2 separate regions of the Rattus norvegicus genome follow, and region 2 is linked to region 1. The links are chromatin contacts, called in public Hi-C maps. All regions are on one chromosome and are shown on one strand. The core of a region is the stretch at or near the end of the contact, and the rest is flanking DNA. Distances in the headings are between cores, read along the strand shown.

Region 1 (6,073 bases), core at 2,299-4,798:
CTCCTTCCGCAGTGTGCAAAGACTCTACCCTCTCATGAACAGAGACACATAAGTAACATGAGAGTAGCAAGAGCCCCACTGGGGCAACAGCAATGATAGGTCGTAGGACCTAAGTGAGAGGTCCTCTCGCTCTTAAGAGAGAGATGAAATGGGCTAGGGAATCAGAGAGCCCTTTGCACTCAGCACTGACTTCCACAGAGTTTCTTTCAGCCCAATACATGTTGTGCGTATGGCCACTCTGTGTGACCGTATGAGGCAGTTTATACAGACGCAGGAAGATGTGTTTTGTAGTGGTCTCCTGTCACTAAACGCAGACGCTACACATTCTCAAGTCTGTCTTTCAGGAGTCTTTGCATTGTTTCCTGGCCTGTCTGGCAGTAACTATTTATACCACCCTGCTGGCCACAGAAAATTGAAGGCTTTCTAGTGGCCATTGCTCAAGATAAGACCTGCTCGATAAAAGGCTGCTGATATCAGAATGACCTGCATTTCGCTAAGCATTGTTCAGATGCCCTCCAAGCCCTAAAGCAGACAAACAGCAATTCTGTGCCTAGAGAACAGGTCTACTGAGGGAACAGCTGGGGAGGAGCTGTGGCATCTGAAGTGAAGTGGTGGGGCGGCTTCCAGTGTGAGGAAGGGCTGTCCACTCTGCCCAGCATCAGCTCGTAGCGCATAGATGCATTCAAATATACCTGTGGTGCTTGAGTGAGGAAAGGCACTCAGCAAGGCATGAAATAAGGAAGCACTAGACCCCGCCATGCTCCCCACGTGTCACCTGCCCTGTTCAGCAGTTTGTCCTTCCCCACCAAAGGCCTAGTAAACACAGGAGCCCTCGCCAAAGAGCACGTTTCAATAAGACAGATTGAAGCTACCAAGTAGTTCTTCTCACCAACCGCTTTGACTTTTTGTCCTTTTTAGATCCACAAAAATGAAGGTAATGTCTCTGACCTGACAGGGCTCAGGGTGAGGCTTAAATGAAATGGATTTGAGGGAGTCGGTGTTCATACTTTTAGGGAGTGGTCATCCCTGACGAGCCCCCATTTTGATGCTTTCTGCACCTGAAAAGAAAACGCCAGCTCCCTGTGTTCTAACTCCTAACACATCCTGGAGAGAGCATGGTCTGGGATACAAGCACAGACTCAGTCACGAAACAGGATTGCTGCCCTGTTCTCAGCCGTGGAGGTAAATGGAGGGCAGGTTTCAGGAAAGAGTCTGGTTACCAGGGAATGGAGGAATATTTGGATAATGTGGTCTGGACACTTTTCAGTTAAAATGAGAAGCCAGTGTGATTTAGTCCAGGGGTTCAAAGCAAGGATTTATGAAGACATGAAAAATAATAGAAAGGGAGCCGCCGGAGACTTCTATCCTGAGATACATTACACCTGTATTAATTAGCTAATTCAATTTACATGTAGATTTTAGTGCAAACGGCACATTTAGAAAACACTGAGTGTGGAAACATATGCTGTGGTGGAGAGTAAATAATTAGCTTGGGAATTTGTATTGGTGGGCTTGGGCCTAGAGTAAAACACCAGAGGCAGGTGACTGACACCACTGAAATCTGTTTTCTCGAAGTTCTCAAGGCTGTATCCCGGATCACAGGGCATTACAGTGCGGATGCAGTGTCAGCTGAGGGTTCTTCCTGGCCTGTAAATAAGCCATCTTCCTCCTCAGAGTGCTCTCTGGACAGAGAGTGCAACCCTTTCTGCTCATGTTCTCTTTGACTCTGACTCTGTCTCTCTCTCATGGAGGCACATGCATGTCCTGGCTCACGTGCAGATGCCAGAGAACAGCCCTGGCAGTTGGATTCTTCCTCCCATCATGTTGGATGCAAGGTGTCGCATGTGCAGCTGCATAGATGAGCTGGTCCCCAAGCTTCCAGGGAGTCTCCCGTCTCCGTGTCCTATCTCACTGGAGGAGTACTAGTACTACAGATGTGCGCTACTGCTTCTGGCTTTTACTTCGGTTCCGGGGACTTAAACTGGGGTCTTTACACTTGCATGGCAAAGCCTTACCCACTGAGCCATCTCTCCATCCCTATTGTCTTCTGGTAAGGACATTAATAATCATCTCAAGGGCATTAATAATCGTCACAGAGCCTCACCTTTAGAACCTCATCTAAATCTAATTACCTCCCTAAAGCACCATCCCTAAATATTAATATATTGGCTTCCATGTGTGAACTGTGGGGAACATAATGCCATAGCAGAATTGTCGAGATAATCAGTGAACTGTGTGTCCTGTATTTACCCTACGTGAATGTTCTTCAAGTCTCAGAACATCTCAGTGGAGATAAGTTATTTAAGTGCTATAGGCTTGGTATGTTTTATTGTATAAAGTGTGCATACACACACACACACACACACACACACACACACACACACACAGAGTGTGCACAACCTTAAAGCGACATCAGGCGAATGAAGTGAGCTCAGTTTCTCCACCTACCACTTAGCCAGGCTCCAGCTCTTCCATGAGAAATAAACAATTACTGAGGTGGCAGGGATGGTGTTTGCATGAAAAAGTCTAAGAATGCAGAGGGATTGCTTAAGGATGTATGCACAGCTCTGGGTAGGGACAGAGAGCCAGGATGTGACCGCCCTTGCCACAGCCACCCAGCAATGCTGCTTTCATCTGTCCTGCCCTGCCCTGAAGAAGTGTCCTGAATGAGGGATGGGGAGAGGAATACTCAGGAGTCAAAGAGGAATAGAAGAGAAGAAACAAGCAAACTCATAAGGGTGAGAAAGCAGAAATAACGGGGTAGCCCACAGAAAGAAGATGCACACACGCACACACGCACGCACGCACGCACGCTCTGGGCTCCCTGACTCCCTCCCATGGGTAGCTCTGGATGGGCCCAGGGGTAAGAAGATGGCAAGCTTTTAGGAAATGCTTTAGATATCCTGAGATGTAGAGGCAGCAAGTGTCACAGAGCTTAGTGGCCTTACTGCGGCCCTGCACACACAGAGTCTGCTGTGTGTGGAAACAAGACTGTTGGGCTTCCAGTTATGGGGTAAGGTCAGTCCAGGGAACAGGGTAAGGAAGTATTAAAGAGGAAGTGATGAGTGTGGCGAGCTGGACCATGTGGTTCAGTCAGGCTTCTGCACTGTGGTCCATAAGGAGGTGGCCTCGGATCTCATCAAAATAGTGAACTCTTCTCCCTGTGAGCTCATGAAGCAAATCTTCCTAACCCACATCCAAATGCCTATAAACCTCAAGAGAAGACCAAAAAAGAGAGGAAGGAGGAGCCAGACAGAGCCAGGAGCAGGAAGTGATAGATGTTGTGACCAAGTTGACGAGACAGGAGGTGATGTGGCTGAATGAATCACCAGCCTTAGTATACGGCAAGAACTCTGTCCTGAAGAACCATATTCCTCTGTGGCCTTGGGCTGTTTCCTGAGCCAGTCACCAAGACGAAGCCAGGACAGATTAGCCTCATGCCTTTTGCTGTTATGCTTTGAATTCTGATCAATAAAAGGACAACCATAGGGCAGCAGCCACGAATGGCAGCCATAGAGTGAGCGCTGTAACTCCATTCCTGACTGAATGACTGTGGCGTCCTGTTTACCTGGAGGAGCGCTCAGCCTGGCTCAGCAGTTTTATAGGCAGCACCGCCGAAGGGGAGGAGGGTAGGCTTGTCAAGTGTTCAGCTGGGAGACAGCGCTAATAAGTCAGCCCTGAGAAGTAAGATTCAAAGAGATGTGGACCGGCTGGAAGGAAGGATCAAACTAATATCTGATGATATTCAGAATCCACGACTACGTTCAAGCAAATTACATGCACTGGGTTTTTGGAGTCCATGTGTGAAAAATGAAAGCCCTGGTGTGGGTTGATTGCATGCTCAATAAAAATTACTGGCATGACATATTTGCTATAAAGAGAGAGAGGAGGAGGAGCCATATAATAAACTGGTCAGAACCCCTCCCTCCCCAAAGGAGATAACTATCCCACTGTGCTCTCACTGAAGATGCCTGAAATGAAACAACTACCCCTTGAAAAGCATTTCTGAGGGGGCCACCGGGGAGAGCACTGCAGCAGCTGGAACAGTTTCTCTGGAGGACAGAACATGTGCGCGATATGTGAAGAGGACAAAACGGCTTATTAGAAATTTTAAAGTGATGCTAGAAAAAGACTTGATGTGCCCCAGGGAACTTCATATGCCAAGAAGGCGGTCACTGCAGACTGAACAGCTTCTCCTCAGTAGGCATGAGAATCCACTAGAGAACCGGTGGTGACCGGGAGTCTTTGTGCCGTATCTATTAGGGATGCTATGGAAGGGACCGGAGGTCACACCAAGTGATGTTAAGGTTCCTTCTATTCTGGTTTCATCCACCCGTGGGACAGGTGTATATTGAATGTCTATGCTCTGTACTTAGAAAGAGTACTGAGCACAAGTCTGGGTCTTGGCCCTTATGCACGGTCCATGGAAGAGACAGATGAGGAACAGGCAAACAGATGACTGTGTGCTTAGTGCTATGTGGGAAAGGAATGGGACTCTCCCCGAGAGATCAGCAAGGAAGGGGCTCTGTGGAGATGCACACAGGATGAGTGTGGCCAACGTAGGCTTAGGCTGACGCCTCACAGGCGAGAGGCTGGGGACTGACCTGACGGTAAAGAGTGATCAGGACTTTAGAGAGAAGGAAGGCATGGGATTTGGAGGAACTGAGGGAAGATGGGTTAAGCATGTGGCATGCAAGAGACAGGAAGGTGGCAGGGAGGAAGGAGAAGGACTGGACCAGATCCTGTGAACCAAGGAAGGATGTATATCTTTCTCCAATTACTAGAGAGACACTGAGGAATTTTGCTCAGAGAAACAAGAGTCAATCGTGTTGTTATTTCTTGAGGAATATTTTTTTGTTTTGGAAATATTTTTTATTCTTTGAACATTTTATACACTTATATAATGAATATTGACCATGTCCATCCACTACCAACCTCCCTCCAAATCCCCCTACCACCCACCTCACCTCCCTCCCAACTTCATGTTGTCTTTTTAAAATTGTTCATACCCTGGAGGCCAGCTCGTACTGCCTATATGCACAAGGGTGTAGAACCAGACCCTGCAGCATGGACAAGCTTCCAGTGGCTGTGTCCTCACAGGCCAGAGCCTTCCCTCCACAGTAACTACCAACTGCCAATAGACTCTGGTGGGAGTTGGGCCTCAGCTCCTACTTGTGAGACTTTTGACTGTCCCAGCCAGGTATTGGTCCTGTACAGGTAACCAGCTGCTGTGAATTAATATATATAACAGCCTGCCATGACCCAGTCATCTCACAGATGTCAGCATCTCATAGATCTCCTCCAGATTCATTGCTTCTTCCTTCAAGTCCCCTAGACCTGGGCACAGACCCAAAGGACGTCTCTCCTACTGCAGAGATAATTACAGATCCGTGCTCCCTGAGGTCAAGTCACCATAGCTAGGCAACTGAGTCAATCAAGATGCCCTGCATGATAGATGGTAAGAAAAATGTGGCCCACATGCACAATGGAGTATTACTCGGTTGCAAAGAATGAAATCACTAAATCTATGGAACTGGAAAAACTAGAGTGAGTGAGGCTACCAAGGCCTAGAAAGACTCGTGGCATGTTATCCCCCATGTGTGGATTCTAGCTTTAAATCTTTTGTTCTGGATGCTTAACCTGGAGTACATGTGGAAGTCAGGATGTTAGAAATGGACCCCTTAGGGGTGAACACCCTTAAGAGAAGAGGGATAGTAAAATACAGGTAAAATGAAAGTAGACAAGGGGAAAGGTTCAGCATAGAGGAAGGTAGGGGGTGGGGACATGAGGTATTGGCAGAAAGACTAACCAAAGGAACAGTGCATGAAAAGCTACGTGGAAGCCTATGAGCTTCCAACCCAAGAAAACCTTCCCATTGCTCTTGGCTGCTCATCATAACTATATGGAAGTCCCTATTGCTAAAGATAATACTCGCTTCAGATGCTGGACATAGAGAAATCAATCTCGAACTGACCAGGAGACGTTTTCCCCGATTGCTAACGTACACCAGTATCAGGTGTACGCACGCTCCTGGGGGAAAAAAGCAGCAGTGGCCTTGCTCAGCACTGGTGCC
Region 2 (6,073 bases), core at 1,947-4,446, 140 kb before region 1:
AATGAATGTGATTGCTGGGCTAAAATGTTTTGACAAAATACACTATTTTCCCTAAGACCTACTGCCATGGAGGTCAAAGTCATTTGGAGACCATGTGGTAAACCTACCACATCTGGATGAATCTTAAGGAAAATGAGTAAACTCACTTATTTGGGAACATTTTAACATTTTCATTCTCAAAGTTGAACGATACAGTGTTTTTGTTTTGTTTTGCTGGATTTCAATAAGAAAACCTGTTTCAGAGGAGGGAACGCCAGGATCTTTGTAGGGTATTCAAAGCCCACAGCTGCAAACAGATGTTTATCAAGCACGAATAAAGAGTGGTTGGGAATGGTGTCCTTGAAGGTCACTGAGTGAAACCCAAGCTGGGACTCATCCACCTTGAGGGTAGGGGAGGGTTAATTAGGATTACTAGAAAGTGAGTCTGGTTGCCTCAGGCAAATCTATACAGGAACAAACAGAGCCACAGGTTGGGGCAAGAGGCGTACCTGTGTAGAAAGTTACTCACTGGCAAATAAATGCCTGTCATCATGGAGGAATCAGCAGCTCCCACGGAGATGAATGGAGCTACTGTGGGCCTCTGAAGCAGGCTCGGTGCTTCCTAGTGGGAAACATTGTATCTATTGGTAGTCAGAGCAAACGCTGGTAATAGAACCAAGGGTCTGGTGTCATTAATTTGTGCTTATTTTTTGCTACATCGGTGGATTCTCGTGATACAGTTGACTGGTTGTCAATCAGTCAATCAGCTGACAGCCTGGATCCACTTAAGTGTTCTTCCCACTGGCTTTGCCTGGATAGCCTCACTTATCCCTACGAGTTCAGTTGTTCACCACAGTTATTACCGTGATTATAAAATGTACCATTAGTTTAATAACTCTTGGGTGCTGAGATAGGAGAAGAGAAGGATTCCCCTCCCCCCCTTCACAATATGTGTACACTTATTGTAAGTCCCTCCATGTACCTCCCTTCTATCGAGCTCCTGGACTGTCATTCTTACTGTACAGTTAAGCACTGGGGAAGTGACCGCTTCCTGGGTGGGTCGTGACTGGACTTTGCACCTGCTGCCACACCCACTAAATCACTCTGTAGGCTCAAAGCATTCCCGTGGCAGCAACTGACTCATGGCCTCGGTTCCACGGTCTAGCTCAGAGTCTCTTCTCTGACAGCAAGTGGAGGGCTTTCTAAGGTCCAGATTTTGTTTGTTAAACAAAGGGTCCAGAACTCCTCTCCAGATGCGGGGAAGCAAGATGACAACGTGTCAGCCTCTTAGGTCCTCCAGTTATTAGACAGAGGTGGAAGCAGTATATACATAGTGTGCTGAGCTGACTGTGATCAAGTGCCAAAATGTGCAGCCCAGACGTTAAGCATTCTGGGTGGTAAGAAAGCAGAAAGATTGATGAGCTGAAATCTGAGCTTCTGGAAGAGCCAGGCCTTATGTTTTCCTGTAGTTCCAGCATATTTCAGAACTTAACATTGGGCTTATATTCAGGCTTGATAGAATGGAGAGAAACAAAAGAAAATTAAACTTCCTACAGAAATTCTGGGAAAAGAAACAACAGGGGCATGGGTGGGGGTGGGGGAAACTCTGTGAAAGGCTTGATGGCAAGATGGAAATTAAAAGAAAAAAAATTCTTGAGGTGAAATATATTCAACACCAAAGTTACCATACCATCTGAACTGTTTAACTGTTGCCACTCTGTGACCGTGAGTAAATGTCCATTGTTGAGCCGCCAGGAATTTATTTATTTTGGTCTTTTGAAACAGGGTCTCATGAAGCCCAAGCTGGCCTTGATCTCTGTTTGAAGCCAAGGATGACCTTGAACGGATCCTGCCTTTCTGTACAGAGTGCAGTGGAGGTCGTCATGCCTGACTGGAAATAAATTTTTAAGAGTCTCTTTTCGGAAGGTTTCACACCTGGCCAGTCAGTCACATGTCAGTTAGCAGAAATGAGAAACGCGTGCAGAAGTCAGAGCAAGCTTGATGTTCTGCACCGAAGAGGGCAGTTTTCCCAGGAACATCTGTAATTTGTTTCACATATATTAATGAAGGCCGGGGGAAGGGAAGGGGTCACTGGATACCAGAGAGCCTTTTTTGAGTGTCTGAATCATCCTTGTCAAGCTTTAAACAAGGAACACTGATTTCCCCCCCAGAGCTGTGAGGTCTTTTGTATTCAAATCCAAAGCACAAAACTCTATTGTGGGAGAAAAAAGAGTCTTTAATGGAAACCCAGTCGTGTCCACTTTAAGCAATGAATATAGTCTCAGGCGGCAGACATACCATTTGAAGCACTACAGCTATTAATAGATGGTGTGGGTTTTCTTTTCTTTTTTATGGGTACCTTCGTTGGAAGTTGTTCTAATTAGTACCACAGGGACCCTGGAGAGGAGGGAGGTGGGCCAGGAGGGAGGCAGGCCCACCCAACTACAGGGTGGTGGGTTAGAGCCTTGTTGGTTCTGATGGTTGGCTGAGAGTCCCTGGCCAACTCTCCCAAGCACACATCAGGCCTCTGGACCATGAGGGGGTGGGAATTCACTGCCTTTGAAGCTCTTTCAATCCTATCTGTGGAATTATTTTTAGCAAGGGCTAAGCAGGTGGCTGGTGGCATGCTTAGCTGGAGACCAGAGGGTGTACATGTGGGTTGCTGGCTGTGAGACACTCGTGGGGATTCCACCGCGAAGGAATGTCGGGCGTCCCGGGATAGGGCCCAAACGATGAGGTTTCCAGACAAGTCTTCCAGGCCAACTTTTAAAGGTCGGAGGAAAGTTTCTCGAAGGGTGGGGGCCCGAGGGGAAGGCTGGGTGGGCTCGGGCGTCTCCTCCCCTTTAAGCCGGTGGCCCCGGCGCCTCCTCCGTTACCTGGAGCGGGGAGGGGCTTGGGAAAGTTTGTGTTTGTTGCTGGCACAGCGCCGGGTGGGAGGCGCGGGCGGGCGGACGCTAAGGCTCTTCCCTTTTGCTTTCGGAAGGCGGTCCGGGCTGCTGCGCCCTGGGATCGACGAGGCCGGCTCCGGGGCCCGGCGGCTGGCGGAGGGCGGGAGAGGAGGAGGCGGAGGGCCGCGAGGAGCCAGGTGCGCACGTCCGCGCCGGCGCTGGGCTCGCTCGGCCGGCGGGGAGAGCGGAGCAGGCGCGCGGCCCGGCGGAGCAGCCGACTCTGGAGCAGCCGGAGCTGGAGGAGGAGGAGGAGGAGCGGCGGCGGGGAAGGAGGAGGAGGCGGAGAGTCGCTCCCGCCGGCCGAGCATGGGGCGCCCGGCGCCGAGGCCGCTGCTGCTGGCGCTCCTATCGCTGGGTGAGTGCGCGTGGGGCGCGGCGGGGCGCTGGGTCCCGGGGGGGCGCGGCTGCCGCTTGGAGCCTGGGGCACCCGAGGTGCCCGGGGCGGCTCCCGGGAGACCGGGATCCCGAGCGCCGGGCCGCCGGCCGGGAAGGGAGCGGTGTGGGGCCGATCGGAGCCCGGTGCACATCCTCCTGGGCCCGCGCTCTGGGTATCCGGAGCCGCCCGGCCTGACCGAGCCGGGTTCTCACGTGTGCCGGGGGAGTGGCTCGTGGCCGGTTCCACCACAGCGCTCTCTACCTGTTGGCCACCGGGAGCCGGGCTCACCTTGAACTCCCGGCCCCGGAAGGTGCGGGCGGCCCCAACCCGCGTGCCCGGCTGGGCGGAAATGTGAGCCTTTGCTGTGTCCCGCCATAGCTGAGGCCGGTCGGGATCGTTCTTCACTCGCTAGCCCATGCTGAGTTGCTTTTCCAGGGAAGCAAGAGAATCCAACTATCTTCCACGAAGGTCACTGGGTTGCCCAGCGTTACTGTGACAGTCTTGTACCATCCCTGCCATCTAGCCAAATCAGCCTCAGTGTTGCCTTCCAGCGTCTCCTGAAGCTGGCTAGCCTCTGATTAATACACAAAGACCCGAGAGCCCAGCTTTTCCAACTTTTCTACCTGTTACTTCCCTTGTTACTGGCTCTTTCTCTTTTACCCTCTGGAAATCCTTGGTGCCTCTCAGTGGTTTGGCCCGGTATCCCCTCACCCACCCAAGGAATCTTTCCTGAGCTTCCCCCTCCTCTCTCCATTTTCCATTCACTCCTTACACAGACACCATCTTCACGTAGATACACAGGGTGATCTTAACCAGTCACTTGATGTATTTATTTAATGCCTGCTTTGGTTCAGGAAGGCAGATCCCCTAGTGTGGTTATATGCTTGGATCCCTGTGACCAGTGTCATCTAGGACAAGCAGGATTCCAGACCCAGCCCTGGTTCCCTTCCAAGCCCCTGCAGAAGATAAATCTCAAGCTTTCTCAGAGCACATAGTATGTGTTGTCTATCCCAGCCAGGCCTCAGCTGCACAGAGGCTAAATTACTGCACTTCTGATGCTGTGGGGGTCCCAGTGGAGACCTCCCTCCACCACTCCCCTTCTGCTGGCATTAGGACATTACTGTCCCAGCCCCCATGAGTCCTGGCTGCCTGCAAACTAGCCTTTCTGTCTGCTACTAAGATACTTCACCTCTGAGGGGTTTTCTGGCAATGATTCCCTCCAAGAACTCACCTAGACAAAATCCTCCAGCTACAGCCCATGTGCAGAAAACATCCAGTGGTTCTCTGTGGTTTCTGATCTTAGTCCCCTTTAAATTTCCCCTGCCAGGCACCTGTCCTTGTAAGTTGTGTATTTGTTGCACATTGCTGGGGATAGTCCCCACCATTTAATTGACTTATATGTCTGGGTCAAGCAGGGCCGTGGCCTGTGGTGGCACAGATTGCATAGGGCACCACTCCCATCTGCTACTCACTTTGTGGTTTATGTGACTGACTCTCCCTAGAGTGGTCAGTCTATGTATGAACCAGTTAAGAGGGTAGCGTGAGGTAGAAGTTTAAAAAGGATGCCCTTGAGGGACTGGGGTTGCAGCTCTGTATTTGTGTAGCTTTGCCGGGTTCTGGATTCCATCCATCATATCAGACAAATAAACAAGCCACATCCAACAGCCCAGGGTCAGGGGGGTTGTGGGGGAGCACAGCCTAGGGAAAATCATGGTGGTATACCCATGCATCCAACCTTGATGAGACTTAAAAGAATTTTGGGTGTGATTGCCCAGTGCAGATTCACCCACCAATTCTCTGAATGGTTGATGTGCCATCTATAAACTCTGTCCCTTGATACCGTACCAGGTGCAGCTCCAGCCTGACCTCTGAGGCATCCTTCCAGTGTTGATACATTTTCCCACACACTCTGAGTGTGGAAAGGGAGCGTGTTGATAAGCAAGATGGTCATCTCTCAGGTCTTGCTGCCAGAATGGAGTCGTGATGTCACTGCCGCTTGTATGGTGACCCTCTGTGGGCTCCACCTGAACCCCATCCCTTTTTGTACCTTTTCCCAAGCACAAGTTCAAGCTGTGTCCATCCTTCTGAAAGCCCCACACTCCACTCACCCACCCTGTGTTTTCCCATTGTAGCCAAGGCCTTGGAGGCTCCCCACGAAGACAGCTTGACCCCTCACTTGACTGGTTTCCTCCAGCTCTCCTCTAAGGTCGCTATTTTTCCAGTGGATGATTCGGTGCCCCCACCTGTGTGCATTGAACTCTTGTTATCTTTCTCTCGGAGACGCCTCTTGTGTTTGCTTTCTACTTTCTGCTTTAGAGATTTCTTTCTAAGCACCTTTTTGCTACTCCTCATGAAATCTGTTGCGTTTTCTAGCCCTCTTTCACCCCGTCTCTTCCCCGCGTAAGTCCCTTTGCCCCTGAAGCTCCCCTTGAAGCTTTCTCATTAAGCCTACTGACCAGTGGGCCAGACCCACTCAGTCCCACCCAGCAAATGACAGAAGTATAGCACCACACAAAGTGGTTGACTGGGCTGTGTAAAATAGTGGTAAAAACAGTGCAAGCCCTGACCCCAGCTCAGCACTGGGGAGAAGCAGGAAGGAGGGGGTTCATTTTGATTTGGAGGTTGGAGTTGCTTTTGCCAAAGAGGTGACATGTGAGCTGAGCCTTGAGAATAATTAGAATTTTGGAAGAAAGGATAGAAGGGCGTCCCGGGGCTCTGGGGAAAGCATATTGTGGGTGAGTAAAGTGCATCCCTCCTGTAGAAATGGCAC

The links. Hi-C and Micro-C count contacts between places; a contact is called where the count stands out from the background.
Region 2: a contact with region 1 is called in a Hi-C map of mammary epithelial cells, with 1.7 times the contacts expected there. The contact joins the promoter of Ptgfrn here to the enhancer-like site in region 1. A contact is called at or near these places in 2 of 12 Hi-C or Micro-C datasets (the A7r5 cell line and mammary epithelial cells).

The regions. Positions count from the first base shown.
Region 1 is chr2:191,093,721-191,099,793 of GRCr8, reverse strand. No RefSeq gene overlaps it. Among named protein-coding and RNA genes, the nearest start is that of Ttf2, 10 kb to the right of the region's middle. Within about 2 kb of position 3,548, at least 4 of the 93 cell types and tissues checked have an H3K27ac peak or open chromatin away from gene starts, as enhancers often do.
Region 2 is chr2:191,230,555-191,236,627 of GRCr8, reverse strand. It overlaps Ptgfrn (prostaglandin F2 receptor inhibitor), which reads left to right and starts at 3,196. Exons shown (of 9, transcript NM_019243.2): 1 at 3,196-3,282. The coding sequence starts at 3,234.